Linked DNA regions of Mus musculus: all the other regions are linked to region 5. A link is a contact called in public HiCAR-type and promoter capture Hi-C data. All regions are on one chromosome and are shown on one strand. The core of a region is the stretch at or near the end of the contact, and the rest is flanking DNA. Distances in the headings are between cores, read along the strand shown.

Evidence for each region. Promoter capture Hi-C pulls out the DNA fragments that hold promoters and counts their contacts. HiCAR-type assays count read pairs that join an accessible place to other places.
Region 1: a promoter capture Hi-C map of stem cell-derived epiblast-like cells shows a contact between it and region 5, with 3 times the contacts expected there. The contact joins the enhancer-like site here to the promoter of Nxt1 in region 5. A contact is called at or near these places in 4 of 39 promoter capture datasets (the 3T3-L1 cell line, hippocampal neurons, liver and 1 more), 1 of 484 Hi-C or Micro-C datasets (CD4 T cells) and 1 of 115 datasets of contacts at active chromatin or transcription factors (embryonic forebrain).
Region 2: a HiCAR-type map of astrocytes shows a contact between it and region 5, with 4 times the contacts expected there. The contact joins the enhancer-like site here to the promoter of Nxt1 in region 5. A contact is called at or near these places in 3 of 39 promoter capture datasets (hippocampal neurons and liver) and 2 of 115 datasets of contacts at active chromatin or transcription factors (astrocytes and large pre-B cells).
Region 3: a contact with region 5 is called in a HiCAR-type map of astrocytes, with 5 times the contacts expected there. The contact joins the promoter of Pygb here to the promoter of Nxt1 in region 5. A contact is called at or near these places in 3 of 39 promoter capture datasets (hippocampal neurons, liver and pre-B cells), 2 of 484 Hi-C or Micro-C datasets (CD4 T cells and CD8 T cells), 3 of 115 datasets of contacts at active chromatin or transcription factors (astrocytes, large pre-B cells and thymic regulatory T cells) and 1 of 9 other capture datasets (liver).
Region 4: a promoter capture Hi-C map of pre-B cells shows a contact between it and region 5, with 4 times the contacts expected there. The contact joins the promoter of Abhd12 here to the promoter of Nxt1 in region 5. A contact is called at or near these places in 13 of 39 promoter capture datasets (the 3T3-L1 cell line, 3T3-L1-derived adipocytes, the C10 cell line and 9 more), 7 of 484 Hi-C or Micro-C datasets (B cells, CD4 T cells, CD8 T cells and 4 more), 5 of 115 datasets of contacts at active chromatin or transcription factors (astrocytes, embryonic forebrain, embryonic stem cells and 2 more) and 1 of 9 other capture datasets (adipose tissue).

The regions. Positions count from the first base shown.
Region 1 is chr2:146,495,794-146,498,493 of GRCm38.p6, reverse strand. The region is part of intron 1 of Ralgapa2 (Ral GTPase activating protein, alpha subunit 2 (catalytic)); the gene reads left to right. Among named protein-coding and RNA genes, the nearest start is that of Ralgapa2, 15 kb to the left of the region's middle. Within about 2 kb of position 1,358, at least 30 of the 459 cell types and tissues checked have an H3K27ac peak or open chromatin away from gene starts, as enhancers often do. A contact at or near this core is called in stem cell-derived epiblast-like cells, where this site is marked.
Region 2 is chr2:150,807,368-150,810,067 of GRCm38.p6, reverse strand. Pygb (brain glycogen phosphorylase) reads right to left here. Exons shown (of 20, transcript NM_153781.1): 4 at 1,168-1,271. Among named protein-coding and RNA genes, the nearest start is that of Pygb, 22 kb to the right of the region's middle. Within about 2 kb of position 1,392, at least 29 of the 459 cell types and tissues checked have an H3K27ac peak or open chromatin away from gene starts, as enhancers often do. A contact at or near this core is called in astrocytes, where this site is marked.
Region 3 is chr2:150,785,380-150,788,079 of GRCm38.p6, reverse strand. It overlaps Pygb (brain glycogen phosphorylase), which reads right to left and starts at 1,284. Exons shown (of 20, transcript NM_153781.1): 1 at 970-1,284. The coding sequence starts at 1,212. Gm30141 (a long non-coding RNA gene) reads left to right here and starts at 1,328. Exons shown (of 3, transcript XR_375102.4): 1 at 1,328-2,109.
Region 4 is chr2:150,903,331-150,906,030 of GRCm38.p6, reverse strand. Abhd12 (abhydrolase domain containing 12) reads left to right here and starts at 1,300. Exons shown (of 13, transcript NM_024465.3): 1 at 1,300-1,674. The coding sequence starts at 1,484.
Region 5 is chr2:148,671,344-148,674,043 of GRCm38.p6, reverse strand. Nxt1 (NTF2-related export protein 1) reads right to left here and starts at 1,429. Exons shown (of 2, transcript NM_019761.6): 1 at 1,209-1,429.

The DNA of each region.
Region 1 (2,700 bases), core at 109-2,608, 2.2 Mb after region 5:
CTAGACGCTGGCTGTCTCACTGCGAGCTCTCTATTGCTTATGGGTTAGTTACCTTTCTAATGCAGTGATGCAACACCACGACCAAGGCTTAGAGAGAGAAGGGTTTATTTGGGGCTTACAGTTACAGAGGGCTAAGTTCATGCCTTGTCCCAGCAGGGAAGTGTAGGGACTGGAGCTGGAAGCTGAGCGTCAACTGGGATGACACATGGCTTTTGAAACCTTGAAGGCTACCGGCAGAGATGAATTTTCTCCAGCAAAGACATCCTTCCTGAGCCTCCCCAAACATGGTCACCAACAGGGAAGCCTAATATTCAATGCCTGAGAAGCGGGGTTGGGGGTTGGAGATCTCATTCAAGCCAACACAGCTTACTTTATGAAGAGTCAAAACCTTTGTCCTAAGCTGGGCAGTGACTGGAGACAAAAGAGAAGAGAGAAGGAAGTGGTATTGGACAGCTCTGAGTGGTGTAGAAGCTGTGGCATGCATACTTGTGGAGAAAGAGGGGACACACAGTTTGTGTCCTTCCTCGCTCTGCAGGGACCAGTGATGAGGATGCAGGCTAGGAACACTGTGGCCCATGGAACAGGAAAGGTAGAGTATTCTGGACCATGTGCTGCGGCCCCACAATGGACTGCACTGGTAATTGGGTAATAGGCAAAGACAGGCAATTAGAAAGCACTGTAGACATGGAGGAAGAGGGAGACAGGCCATTGGCTGAAAAAGACTGAGCTGAGAAAAATGTCTGTGGGTCAGAATAGTAATGACTCAGCTATATAAATGATGACAAACAGCAGCAGACCCTGCCGGGAGGCTCATTGCAGGTTTTAACGCTTTTTTTGTATTTTGAGGGTTTCTTAATAAAAAGACCTGTGAGAACTTTGAATTTTGGTTTAGTATTAACTGTATTATGAATTAGTGCCACCGAGCCTTGTGTCTTTCTCAGACGGTGGTTGAGACCAGGCGTACCCAAGAAGACAGGGGCACACACGTTCCTGGGCCTCAGCGTGTTAACCACTGAAAGCACGGCATGTGTTCTCTTCTGACCACTTTTGTACATGTTCAGTTGTACTGTTCTGTACTGTGGTATTGCTGTGAAGAGACACCATGACCAAAGAAGGGTATAAAAGCATTTAACTGGGGGCTTGCTCACAGTTTCAGAGGGTGAGTCCATGACCATCCTGGCAGGGACATGGCAGAAGTAGCTAAGAGCTTAATAGTCTGCAAGATGTAGGCAGACAGACTGGGCTTTTGAAACCTCAAAGCCACCAGTCACACAACTCCTCCAATAAGGCCACACCTACTCTCTCCCAAAACAGCCCCACCCACTAGGGATGAACGATTCAAATGTGGTGGCCTTTCTCATTCAAACTACTACAGTCTGCTTGCAGTGGCTGCTGTAGCCTAAGCCTCTGGGATCCTTCAGAGACAATGTTAGTTCATGCCAGCAAATCAATAAATGCCTGCCTCCCTCTTTAGAGAGCAGCTTAATGGTTAGTGCTTGCTCTTCTGCTTGAGAGCCCAAGTCCATTCCAAAGCCCTGCTTGTATCCCACATGCTTTCCTGAGTCTTCTTACTGCTGTCTCCAGCCTGAAGATCCCATCACCTGTACGATGGTAGACTCCCAGAGCTGTCATTTCTGAGCCTAGACCATCTCATTAGCACTTTATAGTCTGTCTGGCAGAGTAAGAGGTTGACTCATATGGTCTAAGGCTACCAGGTCTTGTAAATGAAAGCTTGTTGTGATTGGAGATTTCATCACCTTTTTTGGCATCTTAAGGTATCCATGTTTGCTTCTTTCCACTCAGTACAAGCTCTTGAATATGACATAAGCATCTCTTGCTGTAGTTGTGTTTTCTATCCTTTCTACTGAATTATAGATACACAGCCTTTCCCAAACATAACTAATCTCCTTTCAGCAATTAGATCATTACCAAGCACTCCGAGCAAGGTATGGTGCCATTCCTAAAGTGCACATATTGGACAGGGAATTTGTGAAAATTGCTGCTTTTAGAAATGATCAAGCTATTATTCTATGTATCATTTGTGTTAACTTTTCTTCAGAATTGAAAAGTTGTGTTTTCAAGTTTAAAGAATAGTGTATCCAATGTACAGACTGCATAGTTGCTAATTTCTTTTATAGTAGTTCAGTTTTGAACTACTGTAAACGAAAGTTTTTCGTTTCTTTACAAAACACTGGGAAGCAACTTTTCTTCTTTTAGCTTTTTTTTGGGGGTTGCATATTTAATACACCTATTATGAAAATTTGAATAATGTGAATGAGCTTTGAGTAGTGTAAAAAATCATTTAAAATTCCGCAGTCCTTTATCCATTGCTGGTATTTGGGTAAACCTGCTCTCTTGCTTGTGCATGTTCCCCTGTCTCTCTTGCTTTCAGCTGTGCTTGTGAGCACCCACACACACCACCTGTTTGCACGAGTTATCATTATACATAGTCTAATGCTGTGTTTTTATGAAGATACCTTAAACGTTTGTGCATTCCAGGATGGGAAGACTTATATTATCCTTACGTGGCTGTATTGTGTCTTACTGGGCTCCTATAACAAACTGTTCACTACTCCGGTAGTGTTGCTATAGCAATTAACGCTGCTCACATTGTTCTGCCAGCACTGGTGCAAGATCCTCGCTACCCGCCCTAATGTTCTGAGTTCCAGAAAGAAAGACACACATGCACACGCACATGCT
Region 2 (2,700 bases), core at 143-2,642, 2.1 Mb before region 5:
AGGCTGACCTCGAACTCAATCTGTAGCTGAGGGTGACCTTGAACTCTTGATCTTTCTGTCTCCTCCTTTCAGGTTTTGGAATTTCAAGAGTCAGCCACCATTTCCACCTGATAAAGTGCAAGGGATTGCGCCTTGTGCGTGGCAGGCAAGTGCTCGACCAATGAGCTGCAACCTCCCTGATGGAATTGTTTTTTTAAATGGTTCTTTCACAGAAATAAGGAATCTCTATCTAGGGTGTGCAGGAAAGTGACACAGATCCAGTCGCTATCCATCTATCTCTTTAGTCCCAACAGGACGCCTCCGTACATGGTGATCAATCCTGCCTTTTGATACTATGGCAGCAGTCCCTGGTCTATCACTGAAACTTTTCAGTACCACGGCTGGTGTGTCCTATGGAATAATCCCAAAGACAGCTACAGAAGCAGCACCTTCCCAAACACAGGCAGCAGCAGGGCCACTCTTAGGCCAGGATCCTCAGTCCTCCCAGCAGAGAGCTCTGCAGCCCGCAGCCCGCAGCCCTGCACAGCCATGCCTGCACTTGTTGCTATAATCGCTGCCTCAGTGGTGCTGAAGGCAGAGGGTGGGCACTAAAGGGATAACAATTGCTTTTGTCCTAGTCTAGTCAAGGCTATTGTTTTGGGACAGGGTCTTCCTATGTAGACCTAGCTGGCTTAGGACTCAAAAAGTAAACCAGACTATCCTCAAAACCTGTGGCAATCCCCCTGCCTCTGGCCTCTTGGGAGGGCCAGAGTTACAGGCATGAGTCACCATACCCACCTTTGCTTTTCTAGTTATCCAATTGTCCCAGAGGATGAACCCCAACAGCAATATCCTTACCCCATGTACAATCCACCCCTGGACACCAGCACATGGTTTGTGGTGCCCTGCCTACCACTGTTGGTGGCCCCCTCTGGGGTCTCCAGAAGCTCAAATGAACCCGTGTATCTCCCCACATGATTTCCCTGTCACTACGTAGAAGCTATTTGCCAAGGACCCACACAGGACCAGCCTCTCCAGAGCTGACTGCTTCCTGCTGCCCTGTGCTGAGAACTAGCCAGCTCTCTCCATGAGTACAGAGCACACTCAGATGAGTTCACTCCAAGAGTTCACTCCCTTCCAAGTATGAACGAGGACTGGAAAACAACGGTCAAACCTAAAGTCACCCACCTGCCAGCCATTGACAATCTTTTGGTTGAAAATCCCAAATTCATATCGGATTCCATAGCCGTATGCAGCCAGACCCAGGGTGGCCATTGAATCAAGGAAGCAGGCTGAAAAAAAAATCAAATGACAAATCGCAACCCATTAACAGACTTGACTGGTAGACAGCAAGGTTCCACTGGGATTTGGCCAGGGAGTTGGCAGGGAGGGAGCCAGGGATAACCATAGCAACCTCGAGTTTCACAAAAGGGCACACTGGAGTCCTCCTTACCCAAGAGCAGGGTAAGAGTGAGGACTCCCAGAGATCATGGTCAAGTCCTTTCTTTGCCAACTTGCTCTGAAATGTGCACCCTCCATCTACAGCTCTGACAGCAGGGACTCATCTGAGCCTCTATTCGTGGGAATAAGCCACAGAAACCAGGCCAATGGCGTGCACTTCATGGCTCTGAATACTAAACACCCACACTCCACAGCCCCACTACGGTCTGCAACATTAGCGGGAGCAGCATGTCAGCAAATGGAGCTCTTGTTTTGTTCCGATCGAAACCTCTTGAGGGAGGCTGGAGGGGTGCTTCAGGGTTCAGTGGTTGAGAGCACTGGCTGTTCTTACAGAGAACCCAGGTTGACTTCCCATCACCCACAAGATGGCTTACAACTGTCCTTAATTCCACTTCCAGGGAAGCTGATGCCCTCCCTCTTCTGACCTCTGCAGGCACCAGACATGCATGCAGTGCACATGTATACATGTGATGCTGATAGAACACCCATATTCACAAAATTATTTTTCTTGAAAAATCAGTTTTAGGCTGGAGAGATGGCTCAGTGGTTTAAGAACACTGTCTGCCCATCCAGAGGTCCTGAGTTCAATTCCCAAGAACCACATGGTGGCTCACAGCCATCTGTAATGTGGAATCTGATGCCCTCTTCTGGTGTGTGTGAAGACAGTGACAGTGTACTTAAATAAATAAATAAGTCTTAGAAAAATCAGTTTAAAAAAAAAAACTTCCTGAGAAAGAAAGAAAATTGCAAGTGTTTTGAATAAAAATGCAGAAAGAAGCTGTGTTAAAATTTCTGACTTGGGCTGGGAATGATGGTTACACGCCTTTAATCCCAGGGGCACAGAAAGGTGGATCTTGGTGGATTTGAGGCCAGCCTAGTCTACATAGTGAGTTCCAGGCTAGCCAGCACCACACAGTAAGATCTTTTCTCAAAGTGGACAACCGGAAAAAAGGAAGGAGAAAGAAACCAGGGGCATAGTACGGAGGGTGCCACGGGGAACACTAGCAGGTAAAATACATGTCTGAGTCACCAAATGCAAACACCAGCAAGGGAGAGGAATGAGAGGCCTGGACGCCTGTGCTGGACTCGTTCTTCTGGGAAAGATACCGACCAATCAAGCCATCCTGAACCCACACCAGGCCAGAGAAGAGGCTGGCAGGGAGGAGGGCATCTGGGTCCAGGCCATGCAGGGCAGGTGACAAGGAAAGGTACCTGGCATCAAGGAACATGAAAACACCGTGGCGGGCACCAAGTCAGAGG
Region 3 (2,700 bases), core at 35-2,534, 2.1 Mb before region 5:
CTGGCACACGCCTTAATAATCCCAGCACTCTGGAGGCAGAGGCTGGTGGGTTTCCGTGGGTTTGAAGCCAGCTTAATTGCACAGAGTTAGCAGTCCAGCAGACAGAGCTGAGAAGTTTTGGGGGTTGGGGTGGTGAGAACTGTCAAAGGCTCCGTTCAGTGTATTTTGTTTTCCTACTAAGAATAAAGGTTTGCAAAACAGAAAAAATGCTACAACTTCTAAAGCAACTTGCTAACAAGTTTTGTCAAGGTGGAAACCTCAAAGGCAGCCTTCCCCACGAGGATTCCATCTTTGAGTTTCGGACCCTCTCCTGTTTCAGGCAGGCATTACAAGTGATTTTCTTCTCATCAGTCTCGGAGTAGGGGGTAGGGTGGGGAGCACGGGGCGGGGCAATTCCCTGCAGATTACTGATCTCACCCCTTTCCGACTCATAAAACTACCGGATCTAGTTCCAGTCCCCCATCTTCTTCGCTCGGGGCTGCAGAAAAACAAAAGGGGGAGGGGAGTGGGGGAGTAGAGGAAGCATGAACTCTGAAGCCATCTCGGAAGTCCACAGCTGGAAAACAGCCGGAAAATCCGCCGGCAAGAGCAGACCCCTAGAGCACTTCTCTGGGATGCGCAACTCCGCCGTGGGCAGAGGCCTGGCTCCATACAGCCAGATTCCAGACAACGTACCGGTGGGGGACTGACTGCGGTGGAAGACAAGGGGCCACTCAAAGCCATACTTAGGGACTGGGGACTGCGGGCCGGGGAGCAGGGGGATGGGTCTCAATTAAAACGAAACCCGAAAGAGAGGGTATGCACCGGTCCTTCGAAGGAGGATGCATAACTCTACTGTCTCTTCATTGGTCGCAGGTGACCGTGGTGCAACAGGGACCAGGCCCGTGGGCGATACTTGGGAGGGGGGGGGGGGCGGGACCCGCCCTGCCCTGGGCTCGGTCTCCCTCCCAGGGAGGGCGGGCTGCTCACCTTGGGGTCCCGCTCATAGTAATGCTGCTGCGTGCGGATCCAGCGGCCCACTAGGTGGTCGCGAACTGTGTGTGCCAGAGCGAAGAAGTAGTCGCGGGGCGTGGCCACATTGCGGTCCTTGACCAGCGTGAAATGCAGGTGTCTGTTGAAGCTCTTCCGCACCTCGGCCACGTCGCCCAGCCCCGCGATGCCACGCACGCTGATCTGCTTCTGCCTCTCACTGTCCGTCAACGGCTTCGCCATGGCGCCAGAAGAGGCAGAGGACAGGGTACGGCCCTGGAGCGAGCAGAGAAGACTCTAGCGCTGGGATGCTGCGGTGTCTCTGGCGCCAAGGACTGCAGCGGAGGCCGGCTCATACGGATTGCGCCTGCGCTTTGCGAGAGGGCCGGGCCCTGTGGATGGGCGTGGGCTGATCTGGAGGCGGAGCCTCGGAGAAAGAGCCCGTCAATCAGGCTGTTTCAGCCGGGAAGAGAACGTGGACGCTCGAGGGGAAATGGTTTATTCCTTTACTGGTGTGTCTGGGGCTGGAAAAACCGGACTGCAGCTTCCCCATACCTAAGATTTACCACTTTTATGAGGCAAAAGTAGAAACCGAACCAGTGGCTGCGCCTGCCACACTGGAAGGCAAACTCTTGCCATTCAGGGACTTCCTGGAGTTTCCGGGGCTGCAGGGACTGGCTCTGCACAGAATCACCAGATGCCCTTTTTAGGACTGCATTGGGTGCTCAGGTGTAGCTGAGCTCTGTTAAACGTTCAGAGAAGTGTGCACACGCTTGACAGACAGCCCCCAATACCTGCTGGGACTCGTCGCCAAGCTGACAGGTGGTTCTGAAAACACACGCAAGAAAAAAACGTTGTTTGTGCAAAAACTAAAAATTCATAAGTCATATCAATGTTTGTGCCTCCATGACACCACTTCAGCTCTGGAGAACAAACTGCATGGAACTCCTCAAAATACAAATCGCCAGTCTAGGCTGCAGTGACAAACACAAAAAATCTGCTGCAAATTAAGTATACAGCATTCTCTCCAAGGATGGGCAGAGGCTACTATCAATCACAACCTTTCTGGTTGTTAAAGAAAAATTCCATCCAGAAAGAAGTCAGCCATGCACAAGGAGAAGAAGGAGAAACATTTCATTGGTGAGCAGGGAAGCAAGCTGAGGTTCTGAAAGGGTTTAGGCCAGCCCAAATTTCTTACCGTTTATAGGTCAGGAGGCAACACTGCCTGCCTAGGGGACCATCTCAGAGTGGTCTCTGAATCCCTTAATCATTAAGGGAGTTTAGTTAGGAGTGTTTACAGCAACATAAATTGCAGAAACAAATGGTTTTATATAAGAATACATTATAATTTCAATAATATGTATCAGGCAGGTAGCAATAAAAAGGCATACAGGAATTGCAAATAACAGTAGTCTTGGACTGTAAAAGAACTTTTCTCTTAGCAAACTGTAAGAGGAGGTTCAGCATGACCTTAGTCCTCTGTGACAACCTTCCCTTCAGGCAGTTTTGGCAAATGTTTGTTTTCCAGATAAAGGGTGGGTGGTTTTTTTTTTTTTTTTTTTTTTTTAACAAGGCAGGACTCAACCTACCTAAGTAAAACTTTAATCCAATTGACTCCTACATAACCAGACACCAAGCTATCATAAAATTATACAGACATACATTCATACATGAATATATATAGTTTTTGAAGGAATACCCTATAGCTAGAGATCAGCCTCTCTGACAGAG
Region 4 (2,700 bases), core at 51-2,550, 2.2 Mb before region 5:
GTTATTTTGAGACAGAAGCCGCTAAATTGCCTGGGTTGGCCTCCAATCTGCAACCCTCCTGATGTCAGCTTCTGTAATAACTTCAGGCATGTCCTACCAGGGCTATTTGTTCTTTTGTTTTTCTATAAAGATTTTATGACTGATAGGTCAAAACTATCTTTAAGCATTTAATTTCCTTTTTGAATATTCAAATCTATAGTACTATTTTGTTGATGTTTTAAAGACTGTAGATATTCATACAGTATGAACATAGGTTATAATATAGCAAAAATGGTAAAGAAATTCTTGAATTGCAAGTTGTAACTATCATTACAAAGGCAACAACATAATCCATTACATTTCTAAGTTCCTATTAAATCTTTATCAGTTGCCAATATTTTTCAAACTGATTACATGCATGTTGAAATTACAAAAGTAACTCATTAGTAAAATGCATGCTATATCAAACAAAACAAAAACTATTAAAAGCTACAACGTGTCCTTTCATTTTTTTTCAGGTGGATTGAATTATTAAATTTGGATGTCAGAGTGCAAATTCCTCTTTGAAACGGATTTCCTTGCCTTCTTACCAGTCCTAATCGTTCTTATGAAGATCCAAACTTTAATAGAAGACTTCAAAGCATACGCAGGCAGTTCATTTTCTTACATTCAGCGAAAGAAAAAGTGAATATATGGGAGGCAGAGGCAGGCGGATTTCTCAGTTCGAGGCCAGCCTGGTCTACAAAGTAAGTTCCAGGACAGCCAGGGCTACACAGAGAAACCCTGACTCGAAAAGACAAAAAAAAAAAAAAAAAAGTAAATATAAACTTGTTTAAACAATACATTAGCTACTGGAGTCTCTCTCTCTCTGTAAAGCTTTTTTGTTGAGTATATCAAATCTAGAGAACATCTGGGGCTCTAGCTTTTTAGGGGCGCCAAATGCCCTAAAGAGGGAGTAGAGAGAGCCTATTTTGCCCAGCAAACGGAGCTAGTGCCCTCAAGGACTCCCTAGCACCCTCCCCATTCGGACCACTTAGATCTTAGATAGGGCCTGCCTCAGTTCGTAGGCAGAGGGCACCTGAGTTGCACCTAAAGCAACCCAGCAGGAGAATCCAAACTGGCCCTAATCCGTTTCGTAAACGCACTAAGACCCTTCAGACTAGCCCTGCCCTGAAAATGACCCGCAGTTTCAGCTTATTCCGCCCTTCTCCAAGATGGCTGTGGCTGGCGCTGGGGATGCTGGGCGCGCTGCTTGTGAAGCGGAGCTGCCGGGGGCGTGTCTGGGGCGGGGCTTCCTGGACTCGTGCGCTGATTGGCCGCGGTGGCCGACCGGCCTCCGGCGCTGGTCCATAGCGGGCGCCGCGGCCTGGGGCTGGGATGTGACCCGCAGTGGGCTCCCGGCTCCGGGTGGTGACGGCTGTGAGCGGCGGCGACTGCAGCGAGGTCGGCGCAGGCGGGCGGGCGAAACCAGGGCGCCGAGAGCTGCTGCCGACAGGGCCGCGGGATGAGGAAGCGGACCGAGCCCGTCACCTTGGAGCATGAGCGCTGCGCCGCCTCAGGCTCGTCCTCCTCCGGCTCGGCCGCCGCGGCGCTGGACGCCGACTGCAGCTTGAAGCAGAACCTGCGTCTGGCGGGCAAGGGGACGGCAGAGCCGCACAGCGCATCCGACGCGGGCATGAAGCGGGCGCTGGGCAGGTGAGATGCGGTGCAGACACGCGCGGGCCCCTCACCTGGAGGGCAGGTAGTCCCAGGCTCCCACCTTCAGAGATCTGCTGCGGGAGCATCACACGGTTCCATCCTCCCGGCGTCCTCTTCGACCCTTCTAAAGACTACCTCCCCTCGTCTGGCCCGCAGGGACCGTCCAACCCCATTCTTTCCTCCAAACATCTGCCTCTGGAGCTCTCCTTCAACCCCCATCTCACCCTCCCACCCCCTCCACGAGCTGCTCACTAACCCACCCAGCACCCTGGCTGGCATCCTTATCAGGTTAGCCTGCAGAGATACTTAGTGGTTGAGTCCATAGTAATCAGGGGCCCAGTATTCCTGACTGGCTCTGGAAAGAGTCTCCCGAGGAGTTTGAAAGGCTGCCCTTAAGAAGAGGACCACGCAGGGTGAACGGCAAGACCAAAGACCCTGCAAGTGCTCTTAGCCAGTTCACCTGCTTTGCCTTGACCGTATATGGAGCTCAGTAGCAACTCTCCTGTCTGGTCCTTCCCTTCGCTAGCTAATCGCAGGTCAGAGCTGCATTCACCGACCCCCTTTCAAGGGTTAAGCCGTTTTCAGAATCCAAAGGAAAGGATGGATGGATGCATCCATTCTCAGCTGTTGGAGAGAACTGGTGGTTGTCTATGCAGGTAGTTAGTTACAAAGCACTTGAAATCTGCACAGGAATTGGTCATTGAAAATTACTCTGTAAGGTCCTGGAATCTTCTGGGATTGGTCGGTGAGTTAGACTTGCATCCTTCTTTTAGGATGGAGAAGAGGCAGTTATGTAAAGCTGATCTCAAAATTGAGTAGCCTGTTTTATATAGGAATAGGTTTCTTTCCCTCTATCTGGTTTCTTAATTTGATAGTTTGTAGACTATTATCTCTGTTGGCAGTTTTGAAGCCTTGATAGTGTATGACCAGAAATATTAGTTTGCAATGTTCCTAAGTCAGGAGTTGTAGCAGTCATTTCTTTTTGCATCAATTGATCGTTTGTTGTATATGTTAAACATTTAC
Region 5 (2,700 bases), core at 180-2,679:
TCTCTACAGAGTAAGCTTAAAACTTTAAGCTGTGAACACATGCTTTTTCATTTCAAGAGCCTTTATTATTTTATTGAGACACGTTCTCTCTATGTATTTCTGCCACTTCTATGTAGACCACACTGGCTTTGAACTCATGACATCCGCCTCTGCCTTTTGTGCTGGGAATAAAGGTGTGCACGACCATGCCTGGGCCAACATTTTTTTTTTTTTGGTTTTTCGAGACAGGGTTTCTCTGTGTAGCCCTGGCTGTCCCGGAACTCACTTTGTAGACCAGGCTGGCCTCGAACTCAGAAATCCGCCTGCCTCTGCCTCCCAAGTGCTGGGATTCAAGGCGTGCGCCACCATGCCCGGTTTCATTTTTTTAAGCTTATCAGTTTATGAACGATGGATTCCACACAGAGCAAGGAGGAAGCTGGCCCTATAGATGAATTCGGAGCCAGCTTGATACTGCTCTTGCCACTCTCTCACCAAGGTCCTCCGACTCAACAATCAATCTGAAGTGCTGTTTGCTTAGTAGTTTAGGTACATTCCCTCAATCATCATTGCACAAGTCACTGTAACAACTTTACAAAAAGAGTTACAAACTTACTTGCTTCATTCTACGGAAGCAAGGGAGTCAGAGCTATGCTTACTAAGTTCCAGGATTTTTTTGAAAGCAGTTCTATATGAAAACAGCTCTAGGGATGCTGGCTTAACAATGTTCTCCAAGGTAACCATATTTCTCTGTCCAACCACCTCATCCCCACTTCTTTAGGCCACAATGCTTCGCCCTAACATTGGTCACGCCCCCAAAGATGATCACCCCTATTTCTGGTCCTCAGCTACCCACAGAACCCGGTCATCTTTCTCTCTTAAGGAGAGAGCAGTACGACCGAAACATAGTAGAGTGAGAGTCAGAAAGATGCTCCACTCCCATGGTTCATACTGTAGTTTCCTGGAGTTGGACCTCAGAAACGGCAGCCGTGCCCCGGGCCTCATTTCCAGCTGGGAGTCGCTTCTTACATCCCCCGGCCCCAAACTGCTGCTCTCCTCCGGGTATGGCAAACTCACCGCCACGGTTCTGCACATAAAAAAGCCTGATGCCAGGTTGCAGAGACACCACGTGGAGGAAAGGACAACATCCATGTCTTATTGAGCCTAAGAAAAGGGAAGAGGTCCCTGGTGCCGCGGCGTTGCCAGACGGCCAGGCAGGAGCGCTCACTTACCTGCTCGATCTCGGTCAGCGCCGCCAAGGCGACTCGGTCCCGGGTTCCGCCCCGGTCGCGGTCCCGGGCCAGAAGAGTTTCTCTCCTGTTCTCCTCTTCCTCCCAGAGGCTCCGCCTGAGAAGCCGACGTCCAGGAGGCGAGGAACGGTTAAGCGCCGGTAGTGGCTTCCCGCGCGCCGCAAGCTGCAATGTGCGCAGGCGCTAGCATCCCGGTTCCCGTCGACTCCCGCCTCCCCGCGACGGGCAGCTACGCGAGCCAGTAGAAAACTTGGCTCCGCCCAGGTGTGGCGGCAAAGACAGTGTAGGTTCCGGGTTAGGCACTATCCTAGAAGATCCGGTTGAGGGAGCTCTGATTGGATGTTGTGGAGAGGGTGGAGTCAACGCGCTTAGCTGTGGAAGGCTTGGTTAATAAGAGATATCTGTCTTTGCTAGATCTGGCTCCCTTCTTCTGTGTGTGTTGGGATGATATCTTGTGGAGACTCGTGAAGCTTCAACGTGGAGCTTCACTGGTTGATGCTAACTAGGGAGACAACAGCATGGCTTCAATAAGGCTCTGGACTGAACCCAGCACATAGACACCCGTAGTGTAGGAACCCGGTGGAAGGCTAAATCTGAGAGTCTGTGGAAGTCCTTGTGGTCAAATATGGTCAAATATCTTAGCTGAGCGCACCCTTCCTAAGGTGAAGCTACTTAGAGTTGACAAGCAGATGAACTTATAAGAGAACAAATTTTAGTCTAGTGAGAACTGAGGTCGAAGAGGCGGGCAAGGGGACAATGGTAGTTGACTTTCTATGCAGTGCAAATTGAGTTTCCTGCTGGCTCCAGCTGCGGCGCAGTACCACCTCATTTAAGACACTGAATTTGTTTTAATCTGGAGCTGTCTAGATACCTAGCATAGAAATGGAGCCATTTCGCGTGGGAAATTGGGAAACTGCTTCGTGTATCAAAACCCAAAGAGCTAACTTTGCTGAGACCTGATTCTTTGCTTCATCTGCCCGGCTAGGAGAGCTGTTTGTAAGTGGCTTTGTTCAATTAAGTACTTTAATCTGTATTTTGTTACCAACCTCTCGGCTCCTTTTGCTCATGTTACTAAGGGAACATTTGTTTTTAGATTTAAGAAACGAGAATGGCTGTTCAATATAGGTCACTTCCCACTGGAGTTAAGTGAGTGAAAAGTTTTCATTATTGAAAGAATTAAGTTGGAGTCTGAGTTTCAAGGATGAATAAGTGCCTTTGGAGCAGTAGTTACACAAAAATATGTAGTAAACCTGGGGATAAAGTAGTGGTAGGTCCCAGGACTTTTCCTGAGGGAGAACTTGACCTTTATTCTTTCAGTAGCCCTTGAATTTGGGAGATTAGAGATGCCTCTGATTCTAAAGGACTGGCCACTGACACAGTTGAGCGTATTCGTCAAGGTTCTCTAGAGGATAGAATCTCTCTCTCTCTCTCTCTCTCTCTCTCTCTCTCTCTCTCCCTCTCCCCTTCCTCTCCT